2 separate regions of the Capsicum annuum genome follow, and region 2 is linked to region 1. The links are chromatin contacts, called in public Hi-C maps. All regions are on one chromosome and are shown on one strand. Each heading gives the region's core, a stretch centred on a gene start, on an enhancer-like site or on the middle of the called end of the contact. The rest is flanking DNA. Distances are from core to core; before and after follow the strand shown. Region 1 holds the start of LOC107842838 (CASP-like protein 5B2). Region 2 has its middle 33 kb from the start of LOC107842838.

The links. A called contact is a pair of places that touch in the nucleus more often than the background predicts.
Region 2: a contact with region 1 is called in a Hi-C map of leaf, with 2.2 times the contacts expected there. The contact joins the enhancer-like site here to the promoter of LOC107842838 in region 1. A contact is called at or near these places in 2 of 5 Hi-C or Micro-C datasets (leaf and placenta).

Annotation. Positions count from the first base shown.
Region 1 is chr9:39,152,925-39,159,201 of UCD10Xv1.1, forward strand. LOC107842838 (CASP-like protein 5B2) reads right to left here and starts at 2,932. Exons shown (of 3, transcript XM_016686868.2): 1 at 2,159-2,932. The coding sequence starts at 2,289.
Region 2 is chr9:39,185,635-39,191,911 of UCD10Xv1.1, forward strand. No RefSeq gene overlaps it. Among protein-coding and RNA genes, the nearest start is that of LOC107842838, 33 kb to the left of the region's middle. Within about 2 kb of position 3,192, at least 5 of the 5 cell types and tissues checked have an H3K27ac peak or open chromatin away from gene starts, as enhancers often do. A contact at or near this core is called in leaf, where this site is marked.

The sequences.
Region 1 (6,277 bases), core at 1,682-4,181:
ATAGGAGGTCCATGGCCATTAGAAGGATCCATCATACTGAAAAACTTGGTAATAATAACCGTGAACAGATATCGAGTAGTTGCAAAACTTGGTATGAAACAATCAATACACAAAGGTCAGTTTGGAGATTGATTTGACAGAGAAATTAAAAATGTTCAAAGATTGAGGATTGGAAAATGAAGTGTTTTAAATCTTCATTAGATATAAATCCAAAATAAAGGCCAAAATCAACTGTTCATTGAGTTGGTGTTCCGCATCCAAAGTTTTTGAGCTATACCAAAATAGGTGCAAAGAATTTAAGCTTATGAATATAAAGTAGGTAGGATCAAGTCCTTCCATCAAAATTGGCCCAAGAGTTCAAACTTATCTGGACTCGTAGTTCCATTAACTGACTCGGCATCCAGATGCTACCCGACATGCATTCCCACATAAAATACGTGAATCTTTTCAGATCAACCAGGAGAATGTGCATAACTGAAATTAACAGAATGAAGATGCGGAAGCCCCTGCTTGTCAAGTGTCTTTTCAAGTAGATAAAATTTCTTAATATATATTGATGGTGGCTTCATGTAATTGTAAAATCAAGAACTACGGACCACTCATATGGAACCATACGTGAAGGCCTCTAATCAAGTAATGTTCATGCAAGATAAATTCACATCTTTACCGGCTTCTTGTGTAATGAAGAAGCACGTTTCGAACTGTAAACTTCAACAGCCATAGGGTAGCAAAGTTAATTAATCCTCCTTTAAATAATACTGTCAGATAGATCACAAATTAGACGCAAGCCATAAAATATTCATAACAAGCTTTAAGTTAATGGCTACTGGCTAGAACACATTTTAGGATTTAATAGTTGTGTTTCTAAATCTGTTTTCAGCTCTCCCCTTTGAGAATAAATGGACATTCCACACCACTTGATAAAAGATTTACTATTGTAATAACTTTTTCCCATGCTTAACTAGCATAGTCGACTAGTGCATGCCAGAACCAACATGAGTTATGGCGGGATGGTTGGGATCTCTCCACCCTTAACCAGAGCTATCGGGTTCGAGCCCCTGCGAATGGTAAAATATCATGTTGGGGAGCGCCACCCTCAGAAATGACCCGATGTGCGAATAGTCGACCCCCAGTATGGACACTAGACACAGGGTGGGAAACCTAAAAAACTAATGCATGCCAGAAATCCAATTGCTGAACAATCAACTAGTTTTGCCCCATTTCCCCATTTGCCTCTCGTACTTTCTTCCATAACCTATTTAAGTGTCATACAACAACAAAGCTAGTGTAATTCTACAAGTGGGGTCTGGGGAGGATATTGTGCGGGCAGCCTTTACTCCTACCTTGAGAAGGTAGAGAGGTTGTTTCTGATAGAATATGGGAACAAGGACAGTTTTTGAAGTTCATCACAATTAGTTGGAGAAACCCTTGGTTAGGTGGTAGATTGATTTGATTATGCAGCATACACCAGCTAAATTTTCCAAAAATGAAATCACTTAGCCTAAAGGACTTATACAATGGAACAGAAATCCATTTATAGGAAAATCCCAATTGACCTAAAGATAACTAGCAGAACCAAAGGAAAGAGCCAAATGCTATTGTCATAAAGTCATCAAAAGGGGAAAAACTTACTAACCTGAAAAACATAAAAAACAAAACAATTACAAAAAGATGCATCCAAGGGTGTGGGTTGTGGCCTAGTGATCAATGAAATGGATTGCGAACTAAGAGGTCTCATATCAAATCCCGGCTGACAAAAAAAAATAGGTGATTTCTTCCCATCAGTCCTACCCTTGGTAGACCCTTGGTAGACAGAGTCACTTGGAACCAGCTGCTAGTGTTGCGCGAAAGCTGGTCTGAACTCCGTGGTTATCAGAGAAAACAATTACAAAATGATACATCCAAGGATGTGACCTAATAGGTTGAGAACCAAGAGGTTCTCAGGTTCAAATTTCAATAGAGACAAAAACAATACGAAGTAATTTCTTTCCAACTGGGATGTGGCAGGTATATGGTGAAATTAGTCCGGTGTGCAAAAATTGACTCGGACACCGTAGTTATCAAAAAACAAATAATTACATAAAGATGCAGCAATAAAACATGCAAATGAACATTGGAAGCATTAATTCATCCAAAGAAAAAAGGAAGAAAAACATACCAAAAAGCAGTGTAATTAGAGAAGCCAGAAGCAGAAACCATGACAGCAATTGATCCAACTGCAAATAAACATTGTCCAAGTCTCAATAACAATCCACTCACACTTCCTGGACTACCCATCACCTCTTTCATCCTCCTCCAACAAAATTTTTTGTGCTCCAAAACGGACCCTCTTTTTGCAAGAAAACTAAAAGGGCCCTCTTAAGATCCCTGTATTATTGTTCATTTTAGTATCCCCAAGTGACCAAAATTGTTAAGCATAGATCTTTGCATCTTATGTCAGATTGGATGTGAAGAATAAGATGTTCAGATCAAATTTTCAAAGACGGTAAAATACAAGTTAACCGTTGAGCTGATTAAGGCAAATATAATATACTCCCTCTCTTCTACTAGTTAGTTTAACATATCACAGCTAAGCACCGTTTGACCATAAAAATAAAAAATATATTTACTTTATTTTTTAAATTAAAATTAGGGTTGAAGTTGTGTTTGGGCATAGTATTTTAGAAATAAAGTATTTCTGATATTAAAATATATATAAAAAAAGAAGTAAACTTAATATTTGACTTTTTGCGAGAGAAGTAAAATAAAATTAAGTTTAAAATATTTTTAATTTTCAAATGTTATTTTAAATTATATTTGAAATTTTTATGATCAAATATTGTAATTTTTATTAAAATAAAATAATTTTTGAAAAAATGATAAAAATTTCGCAAGGCCAAACACGCTTATTTGGCGCTACAAGGTAATAGCATGCGAAGAGAATTGGTATAACGGCCTAACGGGACGGGAAGGTTGTGCAATTATATACTCATTGTGATGGCAGTCGCGGGGACAATCCTGCGTGGACTTTGCGTTTATGCTATTTGTGTCCAATTTTAACTCTTCTTTTGTTTGTTACTATCTTCTTGGATCTGTCCACATTATAGAATCTTAGGAAAATTTGGACATGATCTTGCCACCCAGGTATGAATCTGTTTGGAACATATTTTAAAGTGATTAATAATAATTTGCAATTACAATAAAATATAAATAAATAAGAATTTTATTGCTAAAAAATATGAGTACAATTCGTTTTATCTGTTGATTTTCTTCCTAGATAATCTTCGTAATTCGAGCATGATTAATAGTGTAATTTGAAGATTTGAATTGAATATAAATTTTCTCCGTAATTCGAGAATCGTTAGCCGTGTATTTCTTGGACATACAAATATTTAAATTTGATCTCCATGAAAGGAGATTTTTATAGATTTTCTTGAAGTATTTGATTGTCAAGAAGAGAGAGTTTGATCTTATTTTGTAAATATTCCATGAATTTATGGAATTTTGAAGATTACTCTTCAAGGAAATATGTTACCTTTTAAATAAGCATGATTTAGAGTTTAGGATCGAGTAATCTCCACGTTAGTTTTAGGGTAATGTAGCCTTCAAGAACTACACCAAAATTGAAATTCGTCTTGTAAAGTCCCACAAAATTTCAATGGCTATAAATGCCTCCTTCTTTAAGAATTGTTAGTGTAGACTTAATGAAAACAAGTTTTAAAGTACTCTTCCATTTCTATAAATTTGTGGCTCTCGATTTGCAAATCTAATTTATGAGAGAAGAGATGAAGAACAAATTTGATTCCACTAGGCGTGTCAATTTGTTTGCAACAAATTTTAAAGCGATTAGTAGTAATTTACAATCACAATAAAATATGAACAAACAAAAATACTTTATTCATAAACATTGTGAGTACAACTCTATTTGTTTTCTTGATTCTTCTCTCTTGATTTTTCTCTGTCATGTGAGGATCGTTACTGACATATTTCTCAAAAGCGTAGGAAGTGCTCTATGAAAAGAGCATTTGAATATCTTATTAAAGTATTTCATTATAAAGAAAAGAGGATTTTGATCTCTTTTCGTGAATATTTCATGAGTTTATGAAATTTTTGAGATGCATTTTCAAGAAAATATATTACCCTTTAAATAAGTTTAATTTAGGTTTAGGGTAGAGTAACTCTCAAGTTAGGTTTAGGGTAAAGTATCCTTCAAGAATTCTAACAGAAATTGAATTCATCTTGTAGAATTTTATAAAATTTAGATGTCTAATGCCCCTTACTTAAAAGTTTATCGGAGTGTAAACTTGATGAAACTCAAATACGAGTCTTGAAGTATTCTTCCATCCTTATAATTTTATGGCTCCGGATTTGCACATATAATTTGTAAGAGGAGATAAAGGACAATTTGGTCCTATTGGGCATGTCAATTTGTTTACAGCAAATTTTAATTTATGAAAAATAAACAATCACAAAACAAAATGAAGAAACAAAAAATATTTATTCATAAACATTATGAGTACAATTTTGTTTGTTTCCTTGATTCTTCTCTCTTGATTTTCCGTAATTCAAGGGCCGTTAGTAGCGTATTTCTCCAGATTAGGAAGGTCTCCATAAAATGAGGATTTGAATATCTTATTAAAGTATTTGATTATCAAGAAGAGAGGGGTTTGATCTCTTTTGTGAATATTCCATGACTTTATGAAATTTTTGAGATGCATGGAATATATTAGCCTTCAAAGAGGTGTGACGTAGGTTTCGGGTAGAGTAGACTCCAAGTTAGGTTTACGGTAATGTAGTCTCTAAGAGTTTCACAAAATTTTGATGTCTACAGAATCTTATGGAGTTTGTAAGTAGTAACACCTTGTTTGCATGGTAGTCAAATTTCGGGGTCATTTGATTGAGAAATAAGTTATTTTGAGATTAATTATTTTAGAATTAGCTATTTCGAGATTAGTCATCACACAGTCAAGGTGGGACAAAAATGACAAAATAATTTCGAAATTGTCATGCCCTGTTTTTGTCAAGGTTAAACAAAACATGACTCGTGGACTCTAAAAGAATTGAATTTTTGTACAGAGTCGCCACCTAATTTTTAAGGAAAATAAGGAAACCTATTTATTTATCAACACGTGTGATTGATGTTTTAGTCTGCGGAAAACCAATTAAGATTCTAGATAAGGGTTCAAATTATCCCAAAGGGGAGGGGTTAGGCACTCTTCAGGATCTACAAATGTGACACTCGACTAGACTAAATTTATCAAAGAGGGAGGAGGTATATTTAAAATAATGTAAAAAGTGTATGTATTAAGTATAAAATAATTCTTTTTAAAAAAATATAAACGTTTAAAACTATGTAAAGATATAAATTTATTAAATATATAAATATTGTTATAAAAACAATTAAAAAATATGTATAAATACATGTGAAAAGGAAAAATATTTTATGATGTAGGAAAAGAAATGTATTATGATGTGCCATGAAAAGAAAAAGTATTTACAAGTAATATTTTTAATCTGATTAAAATTACTGAGAAAAGTAAAATTTATTTGAGAAGAAAAGACTATATAATATGTGAATTACTTTGTTCTTTTATGTAAATATTAATGGCCTAAGTTTTGCCTAAAAACGATAAAAATTATGTAAATAAAAAATATCCGCGCCCGACACCCAAAAGTAAAGTTTCCACTATCTTTTATCTTTACGTACAATTATACAAATGAGAAATAATATAAATATAAAACTCGAGACTTTCTTTCAAGTAGTACTTCGAAATGTGTTATCGAGAACCTGTACAAACATGTTAGTAACAAAACAAAATATTTAAGAACTATGTATGCAATATGTATACCAATATACATAAAAATAGAATTATTTTTGTTAAAACGTGGGCTTAGATTGAATTTTAGATACGTCATGGCTACGAAATGGTTGCTCGATTTATAGGCCATCCTAAATCGCCTTGTCAAGATACGAATTGTAGAATTCTTTGTGTTGTTGTGATATTATAAAGATTTCGTCATCACCTGAGTTTCATTTATTTTGTTACGTATTTTTATACATAATGTTCGTCTTTTATTTGGGAAGGTCTCGAAAATCGATGGAGAATTTCTTCATCGGCCAAGTGTTGATCCTTGATATAAAATAGTAAATTTGAGAAAGTAAAGTCCGTCTTTTGTAATGGGGTGGCCTCAAATATCCGACGGACAAGTAATGTCATCGGCCAGGTAGTGTAGTATTTGTTCGTCATCAACATAATAAAATATAAAACAATCAATGGACAAAATCTATCCGAAAGAA
Region 2 (6,277 bases), core at 1,942-4,441, 33 kb after region 1:
CTGATTGAACTGTTGGAGTCTCAGACTTAGTGTCCTTGAATTGAACTAAATGATAAATGCATCCTTTTGATATTAACTTTCCGGCCTTAAGATAGGCTATGAAATGACTCTTGGGAGACATTGAATTACCTTCCCACTCAAAGACTGGCTCATCAGGGAACTGAAACTTTACCACTCGAGTGCGATAATCTATAAATGTATAACAGGAATAGAGCCAATCCATGCCCAGAATAACGTCAAAATTGACCATATCTAACTTGATTAAGTCTGCTTGTATGATCTTTGTTTTGTGGAAATTTGACTCTCAAAGTTGCCACTTAGTTATTTTAGGAAACTAGGAAAACCTTTAAATGATACTTTAAACGATTCAAAATAAAAAAAATCGTTCAAGTTTTAGAGATTCTAGGATAGCGGTTCCTATTAATGTTTTAGGAAGGTTTTTAAGGCACTTAAAACGTCCATTAACTTGCGGTTATCCGAACTGTTTGAAAATATCTTTTGACTAACTAAAAAGATTTATTTGTTGAAAAGTGATCGATTTTTTAAAAAAGACTTGTGTAAAATAGATTTAGGCAACGTAGCAAAGATTTTAACTAAGTCTAAATAAAACTAACAAGCAAATAAACACATAAAGGGGAAAGGGAGAAGAAAGTAAAAGATTTAGGCCCTTGGACCCAAATTAACGAAACCTGTCCTAATCTAATTGGGTTTTCAACCCATTTTCACCTGTCCTTATTTTATGTTTTCAAGCCTTTTTGGCCCCAAATCCACGTCACCTGTATTAAATTTACAACTTTGACTTCGAGGCCCGAATCAGTGAATAATAAAATAAAGAAATAAATAAAGACAATAACAAATAAATAAATAAAATAACAAACGAGACTTCCAAGTCTCTTAGCCGCTTCAAAGATGGGATTTTAGCTCATTCTTCTCCTTTCGTCTCTTTATATCCATATGCCATATGATCGACTTTCTGAGTTAACTCGATAGAGATGGTGAGCCCCAATGGCCCATGAAGAAATGCGAGGAGAAGTTGAGTCCATGGACTCAAGGTAAATGGTACATGTAAAGAAAAAGGGTAAAAATTAGAACCTGATAAAAGAGAAACTTATGCTACTTGTGTTGAACAAAAAATACAAAATTATCTAAGGTGCTTCACAAAACAAGACATCTTAAGGAAAATACAAGAAAATAAAGTTTGTGCATTGTTTCACCCTCTTTGACAAATTAAAGCCCGGAAGTTCTTTAGAGGGATCCTCAACTTCACATAAAGATGAACTTAGGAGCAAACTTGTCATGATCTTTTACCACAAATAAGTTAAGTTTAAGATAGAAATAGACACATTCCAACAACTCAAACCATCTTAATCGAAGCAAGACAACAATTCAGACATGAGACGTGATCCATTTGATTTCCTAATGATGTATTCATGAACATACACATATAAAAGAGTTTACGCACGTAGAGAAATAATCCCAATCATCAACATGACCAACATATCAAAGGAAAAACATATAATAAAAACAAAAAGCACACTGCTTTGACTCATTTTTTTGTCTTACCCTTCTAATTCAACACACAAAGGAGACAAATAACATATCCATCTTTAAGGGAACTTGCAACTAAAAAAAAGACAACATCCATAAAGAAACATAATTCTTATCCTCTTCTTGACAAATCTACGAGGATTTTCTTCAAGAGGGTCATAGAGGATTTTTGAGATGAGAATTTCTCTGCTTATGAGCTAACCCCTTTGTTTCCTTTTGATATTTAGAGATAAGGATTGTTCCGTTGTGCAAAAAAAAAAGAGACAAGGAAACCAAGATGACTTCTTAAATGCTGAAAAGGAACATGGGAGCCTAAGTGAATAATAGGTACATGGAGAAAAAGAGAAAAAACTAGGACCCATAATCCATCACTTAGCAAAGAATAGTTCAAGTAAGATTCTAAGCTAGCCTAAGTGAACACATCAAGGAATGGAATAAGATACTTACTTAACATGATGGGCTTAACTAATAAGCAGTTTTCGCAGACAATTCAATAAGAATGCAGATTCAAAATATGAACTTTAGGATCAACATACCATATCCATTTTCGTATAGATTGGGATTCATATTATCTAAGTAACAAAGAGGAAAAGGAAATCCTAAATTCAATAGTAGCAAAACTAGCACGACATATATATGGCTAATAATGAAACAAAATATGGGATGAAAATAGACTAAACAACACAACTACGATCATCGTAATCACATCCTACGGCCATTGAGGCCTTCTACAATGAACTTCCCAGCAAACAACATTTATAACTATAAAATTATAAATAAAATCATATTCTACGACCATTGCAACCTTCCACAGTGAATTCCCAGCAAAATAATATTTATGACTATGAAATTGTAACGGAAGAGATGAAGAAGAAAACAGTCACAAGATTAAAATGGGAAGATAGGTTCACCTCTTTTAGGGCAGCAAAATGGAACCTCGAGCTTAGTTAGAATGCGACCCCCACCGAGAAACGTCATTATCAACTCGGAATCTTCGATTAGATGATGAATTTCACGAAACAACATTTTTTACTCAAGAAAATAGACTATCTTATTTGCTCCAAGGGGTTTTTCCCTTTTCAAGACTTTCGAGCCCCCCTTTTAGCTCAACCTAGAGCTTTTTAAAATAGTACCACAGAATCCCCTTTTTGAGTCTCAATCAATGTGGGAAAATTAGATCGGGGGTAATTTGGGAATTTAAATAAGATCAATATAAATTTTGAAAAGAAGATAGGATTATGAGTTGGATTTTTATACAAGTTCATACTAACTCATCCAAAAATCCAAAATTTGAACGTGGGGGGTGAGGGGGGGAGCCACCTCGGTATATTCTAGAAGGTTCTTGGCTTTTTGTATGAACCCCACATAGATGCATTTGGGGAAAGGTCGGGTCAGGGCTTCGCCAGGTTGGATTGGCTGGTAGAATCAGGTTTTTGTTAGGTCAGGTTTGGGTCACGATGGTTGCTGAAGTTGTATGCGATGTTGGGTCGGGTTTCATCAGATTTTATAGGTTATTTATGGTGTCAGTTTGATTGTTTGTTGAATATTGTTGGCTGTAGTTAAAGTTGTATACTGCTGTTGCTATTAATGTTTTACGCTGAATCTGAACTGTTGATGGGTAAAGAAGAAAAGAATATGGGCCGGGTTGTGCTTGTTTGTTGGGCCATTCGGTTAAGTTGTTGTGCAATTGGGTTGTGGCAGCTTAATAGTATTAGACTGCTGAATTAAAGGGTGTAAAATGGGCCCAGATCGCTGGTGGGTTGTTTGGTTTAAACCAGATGGGTCATAAGGTTGTTAAAAATTTGGGGGTTATTTAAAACATAACCCCCAACTAAAATTAGGGATTTAGCTAAATTTGATTAATATTTTGGTCAAATTAAAAATTAAATTGGCCCATTAAATAGCTAATGTGGCCAATTTAATTTCAATTATGGTCAAATTTAATAAATTGACTAAATCGAATCGAAACCCGATACAGATTAATACTTTGTTTAATCCTGAGCTTCTTGACATTAATAAAATCAAACATATATTTATTCAAATAAATTATTTTTGAGAATCAATTATGTTTATATCAAGACTTTATCCATTCAAATTAATTTTCAAGATAGGCCTTGATTGAAATCCGATATTTTGTAAACTAAATATTTAAGTAACCAAATTATATAATCTCGTATAATTGAATACGATAATATATAATCTCTACTTAAAATGATAAATTTACCCAAATAAATACTTTTAAAAGCTTTTATTCAGATAAAATAGATGTTATGATTTTGATCAAAAATTGAAGAAAATCAAGCATAAACTTAGTTATGGAGGGAAAAAATAAGGTGTCAACAACTGCCCTTCACTTTGGGTAGGGTGGATGCAAGTAACCCTGGGCAAAGGGAGGTTGATGTTCTTAATTTTTTGTCCGACCACAAATTCGAATTTGAAATAGGTTGGCTTTCATACGAGTTTCATAGAGTTATGGTCGGACCTCAGTATCTGGTTTCCTACATATCTCAGGTTGCATGGTAATTTAGGCCACTTGCAGTTCGTAAAGCTTGATTTAAAGCACGATTTTTCAAAAGTTCACAAGCTACTTCAGTTTTGGAGTTTTGGAGTTTTTGATAGAACTAAAAAGCTGGAGAATAAAGGGATTTGGGGGATGTTGGAATGTAGTCGAGTTTTCAAAATAGAGCCCAACCTACATATCTCTGAGACTCAGAGAATCAGACTGCTTATAGTTTGACTCGATCGGTAGAAAAGATAGTCTTTTATTTTAGACGATCTTTGATTCAGGATGAGTGACAAGTTGTTCGAGTTATGAAAAGGAGGCTTGTAACCTCTTAACAATGAATGTGGGATCCTTCACATCCATAGTCAAGAACTTACCTGGACATAATTTCTAAAACTCTAGGTGTCGTATCACTCGAATTTAATAGAAAGAGAAATTTACCCTCGACATGAGTTTAGAAATATCCCGAAGGTGAAGCTGAAACCAGATTATCCCAAAATACGCACATTCCTTTTAACAGGGGTGTGGTTGGATGGTGGTGGTGATCATCCTTTAGCTCACGTCCAGAGAGTCTGACGTCCCTCTCTAGACTATATCCTATTTTGCTGCTAAGAAAGAGTTCCACATTGTGATGCATCCTATCTGGAGTCGTCCGCACCTATGGTTTTGATTTGAGATTTGCATCCTCTTCGATTCTCTCGAAAATATCTCAAACAAAAATCATTAGTACTAAACATAATTCATGAAAGAGGTATATAGTCTTTACCATATCTCCACATGAGTTTTTGCCTAAAGACGAAGTCATCCTTTCATGTACCTGTTTGGAAGGAAAAAACTTGAAGCAAAAAATACAACAACCCTCTTGGTTGTTGAATAATTAGCTCATTTGTCAGTGAATATGTCTTCAGAGATGGGTGGCCCCTTTTGGACACCGACAATATTTTACGTAGAACTGTCCCTGTAGCCGTGTAATTTTATGCTGATACGAAAACCTTTTGGTCACCTATAACGCTTGTTGTATGATAACCTCTCTGGTTATTGTCAATGGTTCTTTGTATATGATCTCGGGTAAGTCTTGCACATATTTTGTACCGATACGACTTATTGATTTCCCTTGAATTGACAATCTTTGGATAATCTCTCACATTATTTGATGTTAGATACGACGTGACTATAGATATCCTTTGAATTTCTAGCCTTTAGGTAATCCTGTACATTATCCGACCTTAGATAAGAGATGTCTTATAGATATCCCTCTAATTGGTAGCTCTCAGGTATTTCTGCACATCTTTCGACCTTGGATACAATATGACTTATAGATATCTCTCAAATTGCTAGTCTTTGGGTAATCCTGGACATAATCAATCTTGGATATGACGCGGTTTATAGAGAACCCTTAGAATTATCAATTTGATCATCTCACATATTTCTCAGTAAGGTTTAGTTGTGACTTATGATAACCTTCGGACTATCAATTTTTGGGTAACCTTGCACACTATCTGGTTAGGATATTATTGCGGCTTACGAATGACCTATGGGCTATCAACTCATAGGTAATATTGCACACTATCCTATTTCAAATAATATGATCTATAGAGACCCTTAAATTATCAATTTTTAGGAAATCTCATATATCACTCGTCTTTATATAGCGACTTAAAGGCGTCCCTTCAAATCGCGTGCTCTTGATGCATTTGGATACTAATTCATAAAATGATGAGATATCCTCAACGCCAGCATTTTTGTCTTACGTGTCAACATATTTTAAATACTGATGATATCCTCGATTCCAACATTTGTGTCTCGTATGTTAACAGATTTGAATGCTGATGATATACTCGATGCCAGCATTTGTGTTCGCGTGTTAACAGTTATTTGAATGCTGATGATATCCTCAACACCAGTGTTTGTGTCTCACGTGTCAATAAATATTTAAATGCTGATGATATCCTCGATACCAACATTTGTGTATTATGTTTCAATAGATATTAAATGCTGATGATGTCCTCGATGCCAGCATTTGTGTCTCGCATGTCAATATATATTAGATGTTGATGATATCCTCAACGCCAGTGTTTGTGTCTCGCGTGTCAATAGATATTAAATATTGATGATAGCCTCAACGCCAGTGCTTATGTTTTGCGTGTCAATAGATATTAAATACTGATGATATCCTCGACGCCATAGTTTGTGTCTTGCGTGTCGACAGATATTAGATGCTAATGA